Linked DNA regions of Sus scrofa: all the other regions are linked to region 1. The links are chromatin contacts, called in public HiChIP or PLAC-seq maps. All regions are on one chromosome and are shown on one strand. Each heading gives the region's core, a stretch centred on a gene start, on an enhancer-like site or on the middle of the called end of the contact. The rest is flanking DNA. Distances are from core to core; before and after follow the strand shown. Region 1 overlaps LPP (lipoma-preferred partner). Region 2 has its middle 190 kb from the start of LPP. Region 3 has its middle 140 kb from the start of LPP. Region 4 has its middle 38 kb from the start of LPP. Region 5 overlaps LPP (lipoma-preferred partner).

Region 1 (3,521 bases), core at 490-2,989:
GACCCCTCCGTCTGGGTCAGATTCCTTTGTTTTAAGACCATCCTCTTTCCTTTTAAGACAATGGGCATTCTGTCCATCTCCCTTAACAGAGCACAAACTTCCTGAGAACAGGCTACTTGTCTGTTCTGGCTCACCACCAAATATCTGATCCCTGACGTGTGGTGGGCTCTCAATCACTAATTGTTGAATGATTAAATAAACATTTTCTTCCTCAAAAATAAGGTATATCCCCCAATTGTGGAGAGCTAGAGGTTAATTTACCTAGTTGGGGCAAATGGATTTTATTTCTTAGTTATTATTTTAAAGCAGACCAAGATAGAAAACATATAGAAGAATAAAAATAAATCATATTATGGTAAAGTGGTCTTTTAAATACTTTAAGCTAAAGAACACACAAGATTTGATTTGGAAAATTCCAGGAAAGCATACTGATGATGATGATGATGATGATGATGATGGCGGTGAAAGCATGCAGAGACTAGCTAAATGTACACCAAACCACTTCCTCTTCTTTGGGGGCACACAGTGGCTACATTTCCAAGCATTCTTTGCAAGTGTAGCCAAATGACTGAGTCCCGGTCAATGGAATATGAGCAGAAAGGAACATTACACCATATTTGCCAGCTGGCCCATAAACATCCCCACTAGGACCTCAGAAGTTCCTCAGTGCTGTGTCTTCCCTCTCCTGCCCAGTGTAGAGAATCTAGCATGGGACCCGTCAACTCTAGTGGATGACGGAGCCAGTGGACCGAATAAGGCAGAGCCCCATCCCCCAGTTGGAAAGCACCTGCCAGATAGCTGATTTTATCACAGAGAAATAAAATCTTGTGTTAAATCACTAAGGTGTGGGGGTTTATTTGTGACAGCAGTCAGTATTATTTGGCCAAACTAATATATAAGGCATGACATTAAGAAAGTTATATTTTTTGAGTTATCTTTCTCCCTAATGTTTGAGGTGAAAGCATAAGGGTAGATTTCAAATCTACTTCTAACTTGGCTTTTCTGTCCAGTTCTACTGCTCCATTTCTCAGTGGTTGTAGATTCCCAGGGATGCAAAAGAACTTAGGGCCATTATGTCCAGCTCCTAGCCAGTGCAGAAAGTAATCCTTGTCATCACAGGTCATCAACAGCCTCAGTCAAGACCTTCATAAGAGAGAAAGTGGGAGGGACCCTTGAGGTGGCTCTTTTCACCTTATATTCATTGTTACAAAATCCTTTATTTATGCTGAACCCCCAAATATCCTCTATGGCTTATTCCAATGACTTATTCTTTTAGCACTTAAAGAAATGGGTTTTAAAAACTATGTGTTCCTCCTTATCTTCTAATATAAATCCAGTAAAACATAAATTGGGAGGAGGATAGAGTGGTGGGAGACAACCACAGCCGCTTGAACTACAGGTGCAGAATATGCCAGAAAGTTTGAGAAAAGAAGTCTAAATTCACTTGTTACACTGGTGATCCTGGGGAACTAGGGAGTTATCTTCCTTAGAAATGAGCCATTAAAATAATGTCAGACTTCTATATGATATTTGATTATTAAATAATCTGAAGTAACGTACTTTCACCATCAGTACAATGGAAAAAAGAGACTTGAATCTTTTATCTTTATAATCTCTTCCTTCTAGATTTCTAAATAACAGAAGACTTCTCTGTGCCTCTGACTGCTATCTGCTAGCCCCTCTGAAGCTAACGGCCACCACAGCCAGGCTCGCTGTGATGTGGACAGTGCCCACCAGAGGGACTAGAGGCACACTCACAGTTCACAGCCCGGGTTCCTCCCCTCTTCAGAGCTTCAAGATTGCTGTGGCTTCCACTCTTTATAAAATTCTTCCCTCACTCCAAAAAGTGAGGAAGTTTTCAACTAAATGTAGCTTCATCTTTATCTTACTCTATCCACAGAGCTAAACTTGAATGTGGTGCCTCATGTATCCCAAAAGTCTTATTAGCAGAGTAGGGGACTCAGCGGAGGAACCCACTTTGATTTTACCTGATTTCTGATTTCAACGCACATTATGAGTGAGTGGGGAAGAGGAGGTACAGGTTCATCTAATCCATTCTTATTTGCTTTCTGCTATTTCTCCTCTGCCTCAGGGTCAGCAGGGTAAGTTTATTTACTCCTAGAAGAAATCTGTACATTTTTAGATGGTTTCCACTGCACTGCACTGTGTCATTGGGAGCCCTTCAGAAGAAGAGGGAACAAATAATTCTAAATTTCTGCCAGTGCAAATCTGAATTCTTAAGACTTTTAATAAGAGGTTTACTGAAACCCTAAACAGAAAGGTAGGATTTGCAGCCCTGCTTCAAAACTGGTAATGCCTGGCACAATCAGAGGTGGAGTCAGTGAGCCTGCATTAGGTGGGAGGAAAAAGGGTTATTATGGTGCCACTCCCTAAACCCATAAACATTGACTGACATGCCGAACCAATCCGACCAGAGCAGAAACTAGGAAAGATGGAAAACAAGTCTCAGAGTGAGAAAGATTCCAAGTATAGTATGATTCCAAAACTGTTTAACGATCTTGAAGGACATTAAACTGTCCATTCCTATCTTGTCCTAAAAACTCTGAACTTATGCCCAATCAGGCTGCACAGTGCTTGGGCTGAGGGGACAGAACAAGGGGATGGAGGCAGTGGGAAGGGAATCTAGCACAGGAGCAAGAGCAGGGTGTTCAGGCTCAGAAGATGTGGGGTTTGTATTGTCTAGAGCTCATTCACTCAGTGCGCACTGATAAAGCATCTTCTACATGTCAGGCACCAGGTTGTGGCAGGGGCTATAACAGAGTCTTCAATATATCGGAGGACAGAAACTTTCCCTGGCCTCAAAGAGTGGGGATGCAGACAAACCCAAAACCAGACTAAAAAGTAATGGGTGCTAGGAAGGGACAGCAAATCCCTATGAACTGTACACACCAGTAACACAAAACAGTCTTGAGAGGCCAGAGAGTCTCCACAGAGGAAGTGAAAAGACAACTGAGATCTGACAGATGGGAAAGTACTCTAGGCAGAGAAAGACTATGTGCCGAGGGCTGTGAGTGGACCAACCACAGTTAGACTGGAAAAGAGCAAGTGGCCCAATGTGATTAGAGTGGAGACAGAAGGAATGAGGCTGGAGATGCACAAAAGGTCTGTATTTGCTCAGCCACCATCAGGCACTCACTTATTCAACACAAGCTAACCTGCTGAAGGCCAGGGACAAAAGGTCCCACAGACGAGGGCACATTAAAATACATTAAGTTTTTCATTTATACACAGAATAACTAGAGACAGGGAGCACTGGGAAGAGGAACCCACTGAAGGGTTTGAATAGGGGAGCAACACGATTAGCTATGATTTTCAGAAAAATCATTCTACTGTTAAGAAGATATTCTGGAGTAGGAGGCAAATGTGAGTCTAGGTGGCAAAAGGGCCAGAGGGAGGTAGAAGTGGCCAAGCACTCCTTTGTCTCAGATGTAGGGCCTTTATTTGCAGAAAAAGGCACTTGTTGAGAAGTGACTGGGGGCCTCTGGAGCAGCTCACTCTGA
Region 2 (3,521 bases), core at 495-2,994, 800 kb after region 1:
CCTTTCTTCTCCTCCCTAGTCTTCCTCCTTCTCTGAGAGAAGAGGTACACTAAATACTTTAGTTATAGAAGATTTTTTACTTTTGATCCAAACTTTTTTCTGTGTTTCTTACTTGTTTAGTCATGAGAAGGCAAATCCTACCCCCAACTTCTCTTGAATGTGGTATTTAGCAGAGAACCACCAATGGATGTGTGTGACTGACTCTTTTCTGATGTGCAAAGCTCAACCTTGGGCTGAGGTGGGAGGTGGCAGGTAAGGGCAAGCTTCAATCCTGCCTGATTAAAGTTTGCACTGAGGCCGCAAGAGTAGTGTGGCTGATGCAGGTTGAGGAATGTCACAAGGGAGAGTTCACTGTGGGCTGGCGGTATCCAGGTATCCAGGGGAAACTTCTAGCAGGAGGTATCCCTTAATGAAGCAGCATCTTAAAGGGCAGGCCTGGGTTGAAGTGTGGGGAATGAGGTCCGGAGCAGCCAGAGGATTAAGGTCCAAAGTATGTGGGTTTTTTGTTTTTTGTTTTTTGTCTTTTGTCTATTTAGGGCTGTACCTGTGGCATATGGAGGTTCCCAGGCTAAGGGTTGAATCAGATCTGTTGCTGCTGGCCTATGCCACAGCCACAGCAATGTGGGATCTGAGCTGCACCTGTGACCTACACCCAGCTCATGGGAATGCTGGATCCTTAACCCACTGAGCAAGGCCAGGGATAAAACCCTCATCCTCATGGATATAGTCGAGTTCGTTAAGCACTGAGCCATGACGGGAACTCCAAGGCCCAAAGTTTTAAAAAGTGCAGAGGACATTGTAGGAAATTCAGTGAGACACGCCAGTCAGAAGCAGTGTAACTAATGTTGAAGGAACGCTTTTGAGTCCCACTGGGAAGGGCCTTTAAAGACCAGCCAAGTCACTGGAAGTTTATCCTGTAGGCAGGAGGAGTGTCTGAAGCTTTGTGAATGCAGGAGGTGTCGGAGAAAAATGGTGATCCAGGAAGCTCCTTTTAGCCAACTATGCAGGATGGAGAATAAGGAGAGTAGTTGGGAGAAGAAAGATCACAAGGAGCAAAGGACTCAGAGTCAGGAGGATGACTATGCTGCTCTCTTTGTAAATGTAGTCAGTCCTGCTCAGATACCTACATAACTATATAGGGTTGTCTCTGCTCTAACATAAACAGCTGCCTTGACAGCCCCTCTGGGAGGTCCTAGACACCACATTTGATGAGGTTAAAATGCTTTGTGCATGATACAGCTGCAGAACAAATGGGGGATAATGACCCAGAATGCGGTGGAAGCATGAGTCGGTTGGTGGCCCTGGGGTTGAGCAGTTGGGTGTTGAGTGAGAGGCAAGTCTCCATTTAGGGGGTATCTTCCCTCTGGAGGGATTTCCTTTTCCCTCCTTGGCATGTCCTGTGTCACCTGGTACAGACTGGGGGCTAGCAAAAGTTGGGGGCGTGTCGAGTTAGTTGTCAAGAGCTGAAGACCAAAAGTCCCCCGGGTCCCTAGTAACTTCCTCAAGGGAAAGAAGAAAAAATACACAGCCAGCTTTTCAATCGCAAGCTTGAAATAAAAATAAACCGTCAGGTTACTGTTTCGCAGAGTTGCCGAGTAATACTGGAGGGCAAGGAAGAGTCAGTTTGCACAAGGTGGTTGCTCAATGGAAAGGTCTTGCCAGCGGAGCTGTCCCGGAAGGTCCGAGCAGAAGTCAGCACGGCTGCTCTCGGAGCTGCTCATTGGAAGCCAGGCCTTGACCTCATAGAAAAGAGGGCTAGCACGAACGAGTGGGATGAAAAACTGCTGAAAAGTGACTGGGTTAGGAGGTGGGAGAGAACTTACTGGGCTTTCAGCCAGCCCTGGACTTCTAGTGGAAGCATTTCACAATCTCCTCCTTTCTCTGTGGGTTATGTCCTTGAATTGAACAGCCAGTGGGGGCTTCTTGGGTGAGTGGAAAGTGCACTGGACTGGGGGGGCCAGATCTCTGCATTCGGCTGTCCAGTGGTGTGACCCTCCCTCGCTGGGCCAGAGTTAGACTAACCTGCATGATCTCAGGGGCTCCCTTCAAATCTAGACTCCTGGGAGGTACAGGACTGGCCAGCCTGTCTCTTCAGATTGGAATTCAGAGGGGACAGCCACTGTGAGTGAACTGACCTACAGCCTAGAGCCGCTGAGTTCTGAGGCCAGGCTTTAGCTCTGGCCAAAATAGCAACACAGGGAAAGTTTCAAACGAGGTAAAGCTTGGGGCAGAAGAGTTTGCCTGCCGACCAAGGCTTGCAATTTGGATGAATCAGAAAGCTGGGATGACCTCTGAGTTCACCCACAGCAAGCTGTGGAGCTCCGTGTATCTAGGATTTCCCTAATCAATTCCATGTACGAGGGCAGCATCTTCCCTTTGAGCTTGGAAGAATATAAGCCAAAGATCATTTCTCTCCCACTCTCATTTGCCTTCCCCAAGTCTCAGAAAATAGGACCTCTTCCCTTCCCATTCTCCCACTTCCTGAGCAGATTGCCAGTGGTAAATGCAGCACTTTCTTTTTCCTACTCACTTCCCCTGTTCTTTCTGGTCACCAGGAATAGCACTAGTCCAGGCTTTGGGAAGTAGGATAATAGGGCATGAGGGCAAAGTTCACTGAGCTGTCCTATTGGTCCCTTTGGCTGCCCAGGCTGTGCTGTGTATCCACGTAGGCAGAATCCAAGGGTGAGTTGCTCTGTCTCAATTCTGGAGAGACCAGTTATTCCCAAGCAGCTCAGGCTCACCATCGACTTTCTTTGGCCCTCCATCCAGAGGAACACTGAATAAAAGAAATCTTTACGGTGTACCTGTGATTCATTTTTAGATGAGTCAAAGTATTCAGAGGTAGATCAGTTTCTGCTTCCAAGGAAGGAGACAGATTAAGTGGGAAAATCACGCTAAAACTATGCATAAGACGAGGATAGCCAGAGTACAGGGAGATTTCAAAAGAAGTAGAACTAGTTGTTGTTTGGGAGGTTACAGAAGGCTGTGTGGAAGGAAAGACTTAAGATAGACCAAATGCTGACAACATTATGATTATGGTTATTATGATAGCTAACTTTTGTTTCAGTTCTTACTATGTTCTAGGTACTGTGCTAAGCCCTTGTATATTATCTTAGTTTCCCTTCATGAAAGCCCTTCCTGTTTAGATAGCATCATTTTGTAGATGAAGAATATGAGGCTTAGAGAGGTTAAGTAACTTTCCCAAGGCCACCCAGCTGCTAAATGACTAGAGCCCATGGTTTTCCCAGAGGTATATGGTTAGGAGGTATTCCTAGTGGGAGATAAAGAATGACAGCTTGGAGGGAGAACACACAGCATAATTTGATGTAGAGCTAGGAGTGGGTGAGGACCAGTGGGACTAGAGGGCCAGTGGGGAGTTTGACCTTGTTCTGGAAGCTACAGGAAGACTTAGGAGTATTTGAGCAGGACATGGCATGATGAGAAGCTGGCTCTTGGAGTATTAATTTGGCAGGAGAGCAGGAGAACCACAAGAGGACTGAATATGAGGGGGCTGAGCCCAG
Region 3 (3,521 bases), core at 596-3,095, 750 kb after region 1:
TCACGTTTCAATGAGATGGTCACCGAACAACATAGGTAAAATCATATCACAGCCCCCCCAATGCTTCTTAACCTTCATTTTCTTTATTTTTCAAGGCATGTATAACTCTCTAACATACTCTGTATTTTACTTTTATCTCAGTCTCTGTCCGAGTGCCTCAATTAGAATGGAAGCTTTAGGAAGGCAGGACTTTTGTCCATTTTGGTCACTATTGAATGTGCCTAGAAGAGAGCGTGGCATGTAGTGGGCAGTCCATAATGCATCATGGGGATGAGGGAGTGAATGAAATTCTTCTGGTGCTAGGAAGACATCTGTATATATAATATATATATTAAATTAAATACAGGATTGGGAGTTCCTGTGGTGGCACAGCAAAAAAGAATCCAACTAGGAATCATGAGGTTGCGGGTTTGATCCCTGGCCTTGCTCAGTGGGTTAAGAATCCAGTGTTGTTATAAGCTGTAGTGTAGGCTGCAGACACGGCTCAGATGTGGTGTTGCTGTGGCTCTGGCGTAGGCTGGTGGCTACAGCTCCGATTGGACCCCTAGCCTGGGAACCTCTATATGCCGCAATGTGGCGCTAAAAGGACAAAAGACACACACACAAAAATTAAAATAAAATAAAAAAAATAAATTAAGTATAGTATTAATTAATTTAATACTTGTAAAATATATTTAAAATGAACAGTTAATTGATATAATTAATTAAAAGTCTGTGATCTTGAAAAGAACCTTGAATTGACAGAGAAAGACAAATACAGTATGATATCACTTATATGTGGAATCTAAAAAATAAAACAAACGAGTGAATATAACAAAAAAGAATCAGATTCACAGATACAGAGAACAAACTAGTGGTTACCAGTGGCGAGAGGGGTCAGGGGGAGGAAATTAAGAAGTACAAACTATTAGATATAAAATAAGTTACACAGATATATATCGTACAACATGGGGGAATATAGCCAATGTTTATAATAACTATAAATGGAGCATAGCCTTAAATTTTTTTAAAAAAGAAACTCTGAATGGAGTTTGAGGAGTTGGTATCAATTCTGGCATCTTTAAAACAGATCTGCCGGGGAAGAAGCATTCCATCTCCCTGCCTGCGCATCTGCCCTTGTGAAATAGGTATAATGTCCCCTTTGCACCTTATAGGATTATCACGAGAGTCAAACAAAATATTGCACAGGGGTGTGTAAAAACTAAAAGGCAAATCGCACACACACTCAAACCCCAGCAGGAATAAAATACTGTTATATTAATGTTTAGTTATCACATAATGAAAGAATTTGAACGTGATCTTCCTTAACCAACAGTGATAGAAACTCATAACATGACAAGAGAGCTGGGTGTCCTGTAGGACTTAATTTTCATGTGCTACCGTGAGGCTGTCTGAGGAACTTATCTTATGAAACCCGAGTGTTACTTGGGAGCTTATCAGGAGTGTTTCATGAGGGGAAAAGAGAACAGAGCCTAGCCGTGTCATGGAATATTCCTTCCTTTCTTCCATTGCCCCCAGCCCGGTGCTGTTGCCTTTCTTGCTGTGTATTATTGACAGAGGAAATGCTGATTCATGGGTCTGAGTTACAGGAAACCTTGTTTCCTGGTGAAGAAACAAGCCTGGTGGTGCTGCCAGCCTCCTTCTCCGCCAGTTTCTGCCACAGGCCCTTCTCCCGGGGCCTGACTGACAAGGGGTAGAGCCAACTCGAGCTTAACCAGTGAAGTCACTTTCCCTTGGAATTGAGTTTAACACTCTGTTTCTCCAGACCCTTCAGCTCTGACTCCATGATACCTTTCCAGCTGGGTTCCCTCCCCGCCCCTCTTGCATCCTGAGCTGCAGCCACACATGACCACTCCCAGTCCTTTGTGAATGTCTTATATTTTCCAGTCTCAATGCTTTGGCTCACGATGTGCCCCAGCCTGGAATGGCCCCTGACCCAGTGTCGGTTCATTGAAATCCTACCCATGCTGCAGTTCTGCTCAGCAGCTACCTGCTATGTGAAGCCTGCTGGGTTTCCTTCTCTTTGTTTTTCTTCTTTTTAGTAGGGCTATTTCCAAATATGCACATAAGTGGACAAGCTGTATGGTGAAATTCTGGGTGCCCATCGCCCAGCTTCAGCAATGACCTGATTTCTTTGAAATAACACTTGATCCCTCCTTTTTTTGAACTTGTCTAGTAGCTCTTATGTTCTGTGCTTAATCCATGCTTCTGAACTGAGTTTGAAGAAGGTGAATTGAAGGATTTAGAATGCTCTGTTTACCCACCTGCCACAATGGGGAACCTGAAGCCCAGAGGAGGGAGGGGAGTTGCTCAATGTCCTAAGACAGGGAGTGGCAAGCTGAGATCAGAGTCTTCTGAAGGGCCTCGCGGTCTAAGTGGAAGATGCGGATAGTATTCTCATCACAAGTACATGCTCCTGGATCTCAAGCACTGCAGGAGTTCAGGTTAAGTGATTAGTAAGTGTGTGTTGAATGAATATATTAATCTTCTATCCAATTGATTAATACGATGACCTCTTAGGCTTTGCACAGAGCAGCCCCCTGGTCCTCTCTGTGCTGTAATCTGATATTAACATGCCAAAGATATGCATTGGAGATATCTGACTTAAATGGAGAGAAAAGCCATGTAAATTCTAAAGAACACTAAGAGTTGGTGAAAAGTGTATGTTGATAAATATTTTAAAATAAGTTCTGGGAGTTCCCGTCGTGGCTCAGTGGTTAATGAACCCCACTAATATACATGAGGACTCGGGTCTGATCCCTGGCCTCACTCAGGTGGGTTAAGGATCTGGCGTTGCTGTGGCTGTGGTATAGGTTGGTAGCTGCAGCTCCAATTCGACCCCTAGCCTGGGAACCTCCATATGTTGTGGGTGTGGCCTTAAAAAGACAAAAATAAATAAAATAAGTTCCGAGGTATTATTACATGGATTAGAATTCTGTAGCGGAAGAGCTGAAATGATCCTGAGTTAATCTGCACTAGAAAGTAGGAGAGAAATGGCCCTGAATTTTTTTTCTTAAATTCTGTGGTTTGGAGTACTTGTGCATTTGGTAATTTGGGAGGAAGGCAAGAAGAAAAAGTGTGGAAAGAGAGGGCAAAAACTAAAGAGCTGGTGGGGAAATAATGGCAGTTCTTCATCTTGATCCAGATGAGGCTCAAATCTAGGTTTTGGAAGGACAGCAAGAGGTCATCTGGATGTCCAGTCTGAGACACCCTGACTTTACTATGTCAAAAGGGAAGGAAGGATCTGGCCATCAGACAAAAAGCTGTGGCTAGTGGGGTGGGCAATAGAAAGGTGTGTGGATTTTCCTCATAAAATGGAGCTAAAACACAATTTGAGATCCTTTCCTTGAAAAAAATCTTTTGACTCAGGTTCTTGCGCAAGGTCAGGTTTAATCAGTACGTCACCCCTGCCGTTCTTTGGTAGGGCAAAATGGCTCGGGGAGGAGAGATGTAGGGGCTCTGACTGGGCATCTTTCAGGCACTCCATCTGTACTCTCTCATTGGCCCATCAAACCGGTGGC
Region 4 (3,521 bases), core at 332-2,831, 640 kb after region 1:
CTTCAACTTGAAGAGTATGTGACTTTCTCTACCTATTGGCCTTGGCTAATTATGCTACTTAGTATTTACTTCCATGGTAGGTGTGTTGGAAAAAGAGCACCATTCTTTGACTTACTGCTAGAAGAAAATTATGCGGGTTGGCTGCCATTGTGTGAGAGGTCACATGCTGTCCTAAGCACAAAAGAGAAGACATGGGTCTCAGCAGATGGACAGCCTTGGGTCTACTGCTTAATCTTTTTCTGACTCATTTTGTTTCCACTCTAAGATGTGAATAATAATATCCCTAAGATAGGGTTGTCTGGAGGATCAGATGAGGTGCTACGTGACAGCGACTGGCTTATAGGAGCTCTTCCATAAAGTTAAGATGAAACCAAGTAGAGTAGAATTGCAATTCAATATGACCCCTTAAGTTAAAGAAGTTGGCATGAATGTGCAGGATTATGCTTAATTGAGGGAAAATGAGTTCTCTGACAGAAGAAGAGTAAACAACTATTATACAAGAAGGGGGATGACTGCTTTTGCTCAAAATAAATATGAGTGCTCTACAAATATCAGGAGGTATTATGCAAAGAAAGTAAAAATTAGGAATTAGCATAAGCTAAATATTATCTAGTGATACATCATTATCAAAATTCCATAGGCCTGGTTGACAGTTCTTTGTCTCAACACTAATTGTATAACCTTGAGCAAGACCATATAGAACCACAATCTTCTCATGTGCAGAATTTAGATATTTTGAAGAAATGATCTATAAGATCTCATCCAGGTCTAAACCACTCAGACTCAAGCATTTTTAACACAATGTGAAAACTCTTACGGGGGAGTCCCACTGTAGTGTAGTGGGTTAAGAATCTGACTGCAGTGGCTCGGATTGCTGTGGAGGTGTGGGTTTGATCCCTGGCCCAGCACAATGTGTTAAAGAATCTGGTATTGTTGCAGCTGCAGTGTAGGTTGCAGCTTTGGCTTGGATTCAATCCCTGGCCTGGGAACTTCCATATGCCGCAGGTGCAGCCATAAAACAACAACAGCAACAACAAAACACTCTTATGGGAGTTTGTCCTGTGGGATTATGTCCAATATGTCCTTCATCAAAATACCCAGGAAAATAATGTGATGCAGGAGTGGTATTCAGAGACCTGGGTTCTAGTCCTGGCAAATGTCACACACACACACACACACACACACACACACACACACACACACACCCCACTGCATTTATGTGCAATGAACACTGAGAAGTCCTATAGAAGAGCTATCTCAATACCAGCCATGAGGTATCAGAAAGGATATTACTATAAAGGTGGGGGTATGGGGGAAATGCAAATAAATTTTTTCCCTTCCCACTGAAGGCAGAGCCAAAGAAAACACACTTGAATTACATAAGGGAAGTCTTTCCAACTATCTGGGTGTGTAACCCAGAAACAGTTACCAAAGAGAGCTTGGGAAATCGATCTTTAAGAAGAGCAGAGCAAAGGGTTTAAGCAAATGGCTTTATGAAGGTTTTCCAGGTCCACTGGCTCTCAGGCACATCTCCATGTGAGGTTGGCTGTCAGGCACTTCCCGGCTTTGTATCCTGGCCTGGTGCAAGTTCTCTTCACTTTCACTTAGTGTTACTAGGGAGTGTGACTCAGAGCCAGATGGGGTGAGCTGGATTCCTAGTTGCTCAACATTTCATTATAAGCAGTTAGATGACACTGTGTGCGGTGCTAATGTGCCTCACAATGAGTTTTATGAGCTGTTCCTTGCAAGTATTTTGAAGCACATTTGCTGTCTCCTCCCCCCCCTTTTTTTTCAAGATGGAAATGCTGACAATCAGAGAGATAGAGGAGGACAAAATCAAAGATGGCACTGAATCACATAACTTCACAAGCCTGAGCCCTTAACTTGATCTTTGGCTATCCATGTTACCTCATAAGTCCTATTAAGTACTCATAGGAACTTACTTAACAAATAGGAAAAATGGAGCATGAGGGTGTGAAGGGCAGGAAAATGAATACCATCAGAGAATTTCACTATGCATAGCCCAGAGGTAGAAAGAGAATAAAGAAAGGCCAGCCAAATTCTGTAAGTCTCTGATGTCACTGGAATCATTGCAATGGAGGTAAACACGGTCTTCGGCCTGTGCCAGAGGTTGTGACTGGGTGCCAGGGACCAAGGGTAGTATGTCCAGTATGTCCTTCCTTGAAAAACCCAGGAAAATAATGTGATGGAGGAGTGGTATTCAGAGACTTGGGTTCTAGTCTTGGCAATGCCATGAACTTCTATGGACACCTGGGCAAGTCTCTTCCTGACCCTGATCCTTCTCTGTGCTGAGGCAAACCTGAGAGGCTGGGGAGCAGGAGCTGTGGTCAGTTCATTGGTGAATGGCCTCTTTCTTCTCTGGTGGCATTACTGTGGGCTTGTGGATGATTCTGGGGCCATGTGATGTTGTAAGATGAGTCTCACGGCCTCTGGAGGACCAGAAATATTAGATCATCCAGTATTATCAGACCCCAGCCAGCACCACCATGGCATGGCAGTGGGTATTCAACAAGTGTCTGTCACAGGAATACGTTAGGCTCAGCTGTGGGCAACAAAGACTTGAAAATCAGTGGTTTGTATAAGATAGAAATTTATTTCTCTTCCACTGTGTGTCTATGTCCCGATCTCTGGAACCTGTGAATATCTTAGGTTATGTGGCAAAGGGGAATTGAGGAGGCAGTTGAAATCAAAGTCGCTAATAAACTGACCTTAATCATCCTGGATTATTCAGGTAGGTCCTATGCTATCCCCAAAATACTTTATAGTGGAAGAGGAAATCGTAAGAGAGAACCAAAGTGATGGCAGTATGAGAAGGATACGCCTGATATTGCTGCTTTGAAGACAGAATGAGAGGCCATGATCCAAGGAGTGTGGGGAGCTTCTAGAATCTGGAAAAGACTAGGAGGCACAACTACCATACATCCTGCTGACACCTAGATCTTGCCCATTAAGACCCCTGTCAGACTCTGGTCTATAGAATACCATGGTTAAAAAAAAAAAAAGTGTCATTTTAAGCTAGTAACTTTGGAGTGATTTGTCCGAGCAACAATCGGAAACCAAGGCAATCACTTGAAATACATTTGAGGTAGGCAGCTGGGATAGGGAGTTAGTGTCCCACGGATCAGGGACCCAGACTCCTTTTCTCTTGTCACCCTAATGTGAGGACTTCCATTCTTAAGGCCACCTCAGGGAAGAAGATAGCTGCTGGAGCTCCAACCATTACATTTGTAGTCTGAGGAGAAGATGAGGAGAGGAGATGTTCTCCCTCTAAGGAGAGTTTCTGGCAGACATATATACATCTGCTGACTTTTCACTGACTAGGACTTAGTCATCTGGACACTCATGCAGCAGGATAGGCTGGGAAATCCAGCTGACTGATTCTGTGGCCAGTCAAAAACCAGGGCAATTACTGAAAGGAGAGACTAGATGTTGGGAGGCAATGAACAGACTCTGGCATAATAATGACAGTCTTTCCTTTTCTCTCTTAGATTTTTAAGAAA
Region 5 (3,521 bases), core at 391-2,890, 560 kb after region 1:
AAGGAGAACTCATTTCAGAAACTGAGACTAGGCAAGTGGCCTGGTTTTTGGGATATTAAGTATATTGATATGATATATTTTATCTAAATAAACAAATATTAAGAAGACTATTATACCAGTTATATCACAGTATTATAATTAATGGCACATATTAAGTATTTGTGGATAATAACCCTGGGCATTTTCATGGCTGTGTTAGTGACAAGCATAGTCTCTCCATTGGCTCAGGTTATTTCCACCTGCCAAAGTGACTTCCTGAACTGCAAAGGCAGACTGCTAGAAACTACATTCCCCACACTTTCTTGAAAGTAATAAATTAGATTCCATCAATAAGATGTATCTGTAGGACTCTTAGAAGTTGGAAGCAAAGTTTAAGTCCTACTTCAACTGGCAAACAATACCTTGGAATCAAGAGTGAAAACACTGCTCCATTTGGCAATCCAATGCCCGCCACCAACTTTGAGGATACTGAGAAAAGTGTCAGAGTCCTTGGCAGGGGATTCCTAACCCCACCTTCCTTATCCCTGGATTGTAGCTATGAAATATATTCTTAAACACAATTGCTATAGGTGTAGCCTCCTGGTTCCCACTGCTCCAGCCTTTCCAACAATTTTGTTAGCATCTCTTTCTCTGAATTAATCCCTTTCCATTTAAATTATGTGGAATGCCTTTCTAGCACTTAAGCCTGATACATGAAAGAGGGGGGAAAATATAGATCCATTAACTGATCATCCATTCATCTATTTCTGATCTGTTCGAGTAAGACCTATGACTGTCCATACCCAAGACCTAGTCCCTTGCCTCTATTAAGGGGAGAAAAATATCTTACTTTGTTGTAATGAGCCAAACAGACCTCAGGGACATAAGTAGCAGGTGTCAGAAACTAGTTTATGATCAACAGAAACTCTAATTCCTGTAAAATGAAGCATGGTTTTAGCATAATTACTGACTCGCCTGAGAATTCTTCGGCTTGACCTTTTTGTTTTCCAGATTTGCCACTGAATACTTCAGTACCTCAAAGGCATATCAGCAGCACACCTAGCCCATCTGCTCTGTGCAGCCCCACAGAGGAGGCCTTCAGAAATGTCTGTTCCTGTCCTTGTTTCCTTATTTGTAAAATAGGGATAGCAACAGTACCTTCCTTGTAGGTTTGTTTATAGAATTAGGTGGATCACTGTGAAAAAAGCAGCTTCAACAGCGACTGGCACACAATAATTGCTTACTATGTCTGGCCTAGTGCATAACCTAGAAGCATTCTTAGGGCACAGGTCTAAGTCCTATTTTACAAATAAGGAAACAGTCTCAGATTCTATAACCCTCCCAAGGTCAGATGGCTGGTGAGCAAGGGGTGGAGGCAGAATCCAAATCCAGCCCCATGACCTCCCACCAAATCTGAAGCTCTCTGCACCTCTGCATCCTGCTTGCTAATATGCACACCTAATGGAAAAAAGGTATTAAACAGGAAGAGGAAAAACAGCCCAGACATAACGGGGCTGTACCTTGGGAACTCTGGGCATCACAGGATGATGATAAGGCCAATGTCATAAGCCCTGCCCTTCAGCACAGTCAGCTCCTATGGGTAAAATTAGCACAGCTCTGCTCCAGTGCTGCCTGGAGCCCCGAGGCAAAGCTCACCCCAGGCACAGCATGACCTCACCTGACCCTCACTCCCAGGAAGGGACCCTCATGTACCTCATTAGGGCCTAAGATGACTCATTTTGCTCTTTCAGACTCTGGCTGCTGAGGTCACCTCTTTGCTCTCCAGAAAGGCAACTCCAAAGGAGAAGTAAAGATAAAAATGCAAGCAACTCTTGTGTATTCCTTTCCTCCAGGGCCGCTCAGGAGCAAGGATGCTCATGAGCTGCCAGGCCAGCTGTGTACTGGGGGAAGGAAGCTATGATGAGGTATACAAGCCAGCTGGGGACCAAAGACAGACACTAGACCAGATGCACTCCTGAGATCACTCTCCTTATGCATTCTTCACTTTTGCGTGCTGTAGAACATAGCACCCTGATGATGGCCACCAGGTCTCCTCTGTATCCTCACAACCCAATGCCATCAGACTCAAGGGCAGAGCTCAAATGCCACCTCTCCTGGGACTTTCCCTGCTCCTAACCCTACCTAGCTAGAATTTTCATCACAACTTCCACAATGCCTTATCTCTATCCTTTTCTATTTGGCACTTATTTGTTCAACAAATATCTCTTGCACACGTACTTTGTACTTAAAGATACAGAAATAAAAGGAATAACAATTGCCCTCAAGGAAGGGCAACTAACTTCAATAAATAATCAAATATGAAGGAAGTGGAGATATCAGGGGTCAGAGGTGCTTCCAAGCAGAGGTGACAGCAAAGCAAAGTCTTAAAAGGCACAGAGGAGCTACCCTGATGAGGTAGGAGAGGAGTGATGTTTTTTTTTTTTTTTTTTTTTTTTTTTTTTTTTTTTGTCTTTTGTCTTTTTGTTGTTGTTGTTGTTGTTGTTGCTCTTTCTTGGGCCGCTCCTGCGGCATATGGAGGTTCCCAGGCTAGGGGTCGAATTGGAGCTGTAGCCTCCGGCCTACGCCAGAGCCACAGCAATGCGGGATCCGAGCCGCGTCTGCAACCTACACCACAGCTCACGGCAACGCCGGATCGTTAACCCACTGAGCAAGGGCAGGGACCGAACCCGCAACCTCATGGTTCCTAGTCGGATTCATTAACCACTGCGCCACGACAGGAACTCCGGAGTGATGTTTTGACAAGGTAACAGTGCGTGTTAAGTCATGGAGGCTACAGAGAACCCCATGTGTGTTCCTGGAGCACAGGATCTGTTTAGAGATTAGTGAGACAACGATGAAAAGAGGCAGGGGCCAAATTCCTAAGTCTTCTATTTTATAAAAAGGGTTTTGGATATTGCCCTGAATGAGGAAATCATTGAAAGATTTTTAAAACAGAGATATGGCATGAATAGATTTGCATTTTTGGAAAATCACTCAAGAAAAAGGACAGAGAATAGAACAGAGGAAAGTGGAAATAGAAAAGAAAGGCTAGTTGAGAATTACCGAAACACTTCAGGAGAGACATGGTGAGGGTGAACCGAGGCAGAGGGAGCAGGTGGGTCAGGTGTAGTTAGTTACCTATAGTGCATGGATTAAGAGGAGTTACCATGGTCGACTCAATAAAGTCTGAGGATGAATGGATAGAAAGGTGAGGTAAAGGGAGGAAGCATTCAGAATGAGTCCCAGTTTCCAGGCTTGGCTGAGTGAATAGATAGATGTTGATTTCATTCACCAAAGTGACAATGCTAAAAGACATGCTGAGTCTAAGGTAACATTAAGATTTCCACTCAGAGTGTCCAAAAGGCACTTACATATATGGGTCTGGAACTCAGGAGTTCCAGTCTCAATATAATCCCCCAGGGGTCATGAGCACACAGATACAGAAAGAGGCTGAAGACAAAGCTCTGCAACACATGGGATGTGAGCAGGAACAAGGGCCAACAAAGGAACCTTGAGGACAGACAAAGATGCAGGGGAAGAAT

The links. HiChIP or PLAC-seq counts read pairs in DNA pulled down with a chosen protein or histone mark.
Region 2: a contact with region 1 is called in an H3K27ac HiChIP or PLAC-seq map of alveolar macrophages. The contact joins two enhancer-like sites. A contact is called at or near these places in 2 of 2 datasets of contacts at active chromatin or transcription factors (alveolar macrophages and skeletal muscle).
Region 3: an H3K27ac HiChIP or PLAC-seq map of alveolar macrophages shows a contact between it and region 1. The contact joins two enhancer-like sites. A contact is called at or near these places in 2 of 2 datasets of contacts at active chromatin or transcription factors (alveolar macrophages and skeletal muscle).
Region 4: an H3K27ac HiChIP or PLAC-seq map of alveolar macrophages shows a contact between it and region 1, with 5 times the contacts expected there. The contact joins two enhancer-like sites. A contact is called at or near these places in 2 of 2 datasets of contacts at active chromatin or transcription factors (alveolar macrophages and skeletal muscle).
Region 5: a contact with region 1 is called in an H3K27ac HiChIP or PLAC-seq map of alveolar macrophages. The contact joins two enhancer-like sites. A contact is called at or near these places in 2 of 2 datasets of contacts at active chromatin or transcription factors (alveolar macrophages and skeletal muscle).

The regions. Positions count from the first base shown.
Region 1 is chr13:126,385,454-126,388,974 of Sscrofa11.1, reverse strand. All of the region lies in intron 8 of LPP (lipoma-preferred partner), which reads right to left. Among named protein-coding and RNA genes, the nearest start is that of MIR28, 110 kb to the right of the region's middle. Within about 2 kb of position 1,739, at least 5 of the 83 cell types and tissues checked have an H3K27ac peak or open chromatin away from gene starts, as enhancers often do. A contact at or near this core is called in alveolar macrophages and skeletal muscle, where this site is marked.
Region 2 is chr13:125,585,829-125,589,349 of Sscrofa11.1, reverse strand. No RefSeq gene overlaps it. Among named protein-coding and RNA genes, the nearest start is that of LPP, 190 kb to the left of the region's middle. Within about 2 kb of position 1,744, at least 22 of the 83 cell types and tissues checked have an H3K27ac peak or open chromatin away from gene starts, as enhancers often do. A contact at or near this core is called in alveolar macrophages and skeletal muscle, where this site is marked.
Region 3 is chr13:125,639,520-125,643,040 of Sscrofa11.1, reverse strand. No RefSeq gene overlaps it. Among named protein-coding and RNA genes, the nearest start is that of LPP, 140 kb to the left of the region's middle. Within about 2 kb of position 1,845, at least 20 of the 83 cell types and tissues checked have an H3K27ac peak or open chromatin away from gene starts, as enhancers often do. A contact at or near this core is called in alveolar macrophages and skeletal muscle, where this site is marked.
Region 4 is chr13:125,742,916-125,746,436 of Sscrofa11.1, reverse strand. No RefSeq gene overlaps it. Among named protein-coding and RNA genes, the nearest start is that of LPP, 38 kb to the left of the region's middle. Within about 2 kb of position 1,581, at least 11 of the 83 cell types and tissues checked have an H3K27ac peak or open chromatin away from gene starts, as enhancers often do. A contact at or near this core is called in alveolar macrophages, where this site is marked.
Region 5 is chr13:125,829,005-125,832,525 of Sscrofa11.1, reverse strand. The region is part of intron 1 of LPP (lipoma-preferred partner); the gene reads right to left. Among named protein-coding and RNA genes, the nearest start is that of LPP, 48 kb to the right of the region's middle. Within about 2 kb of position 1,640, at least 11 of the 83 cell types and tissues checked have an H3K27ac peak or open chromatin away from gene starts, as enhancers often do. A contact at or near this core is called in alveolar macrophages and skeletal muscle, where this site is marked.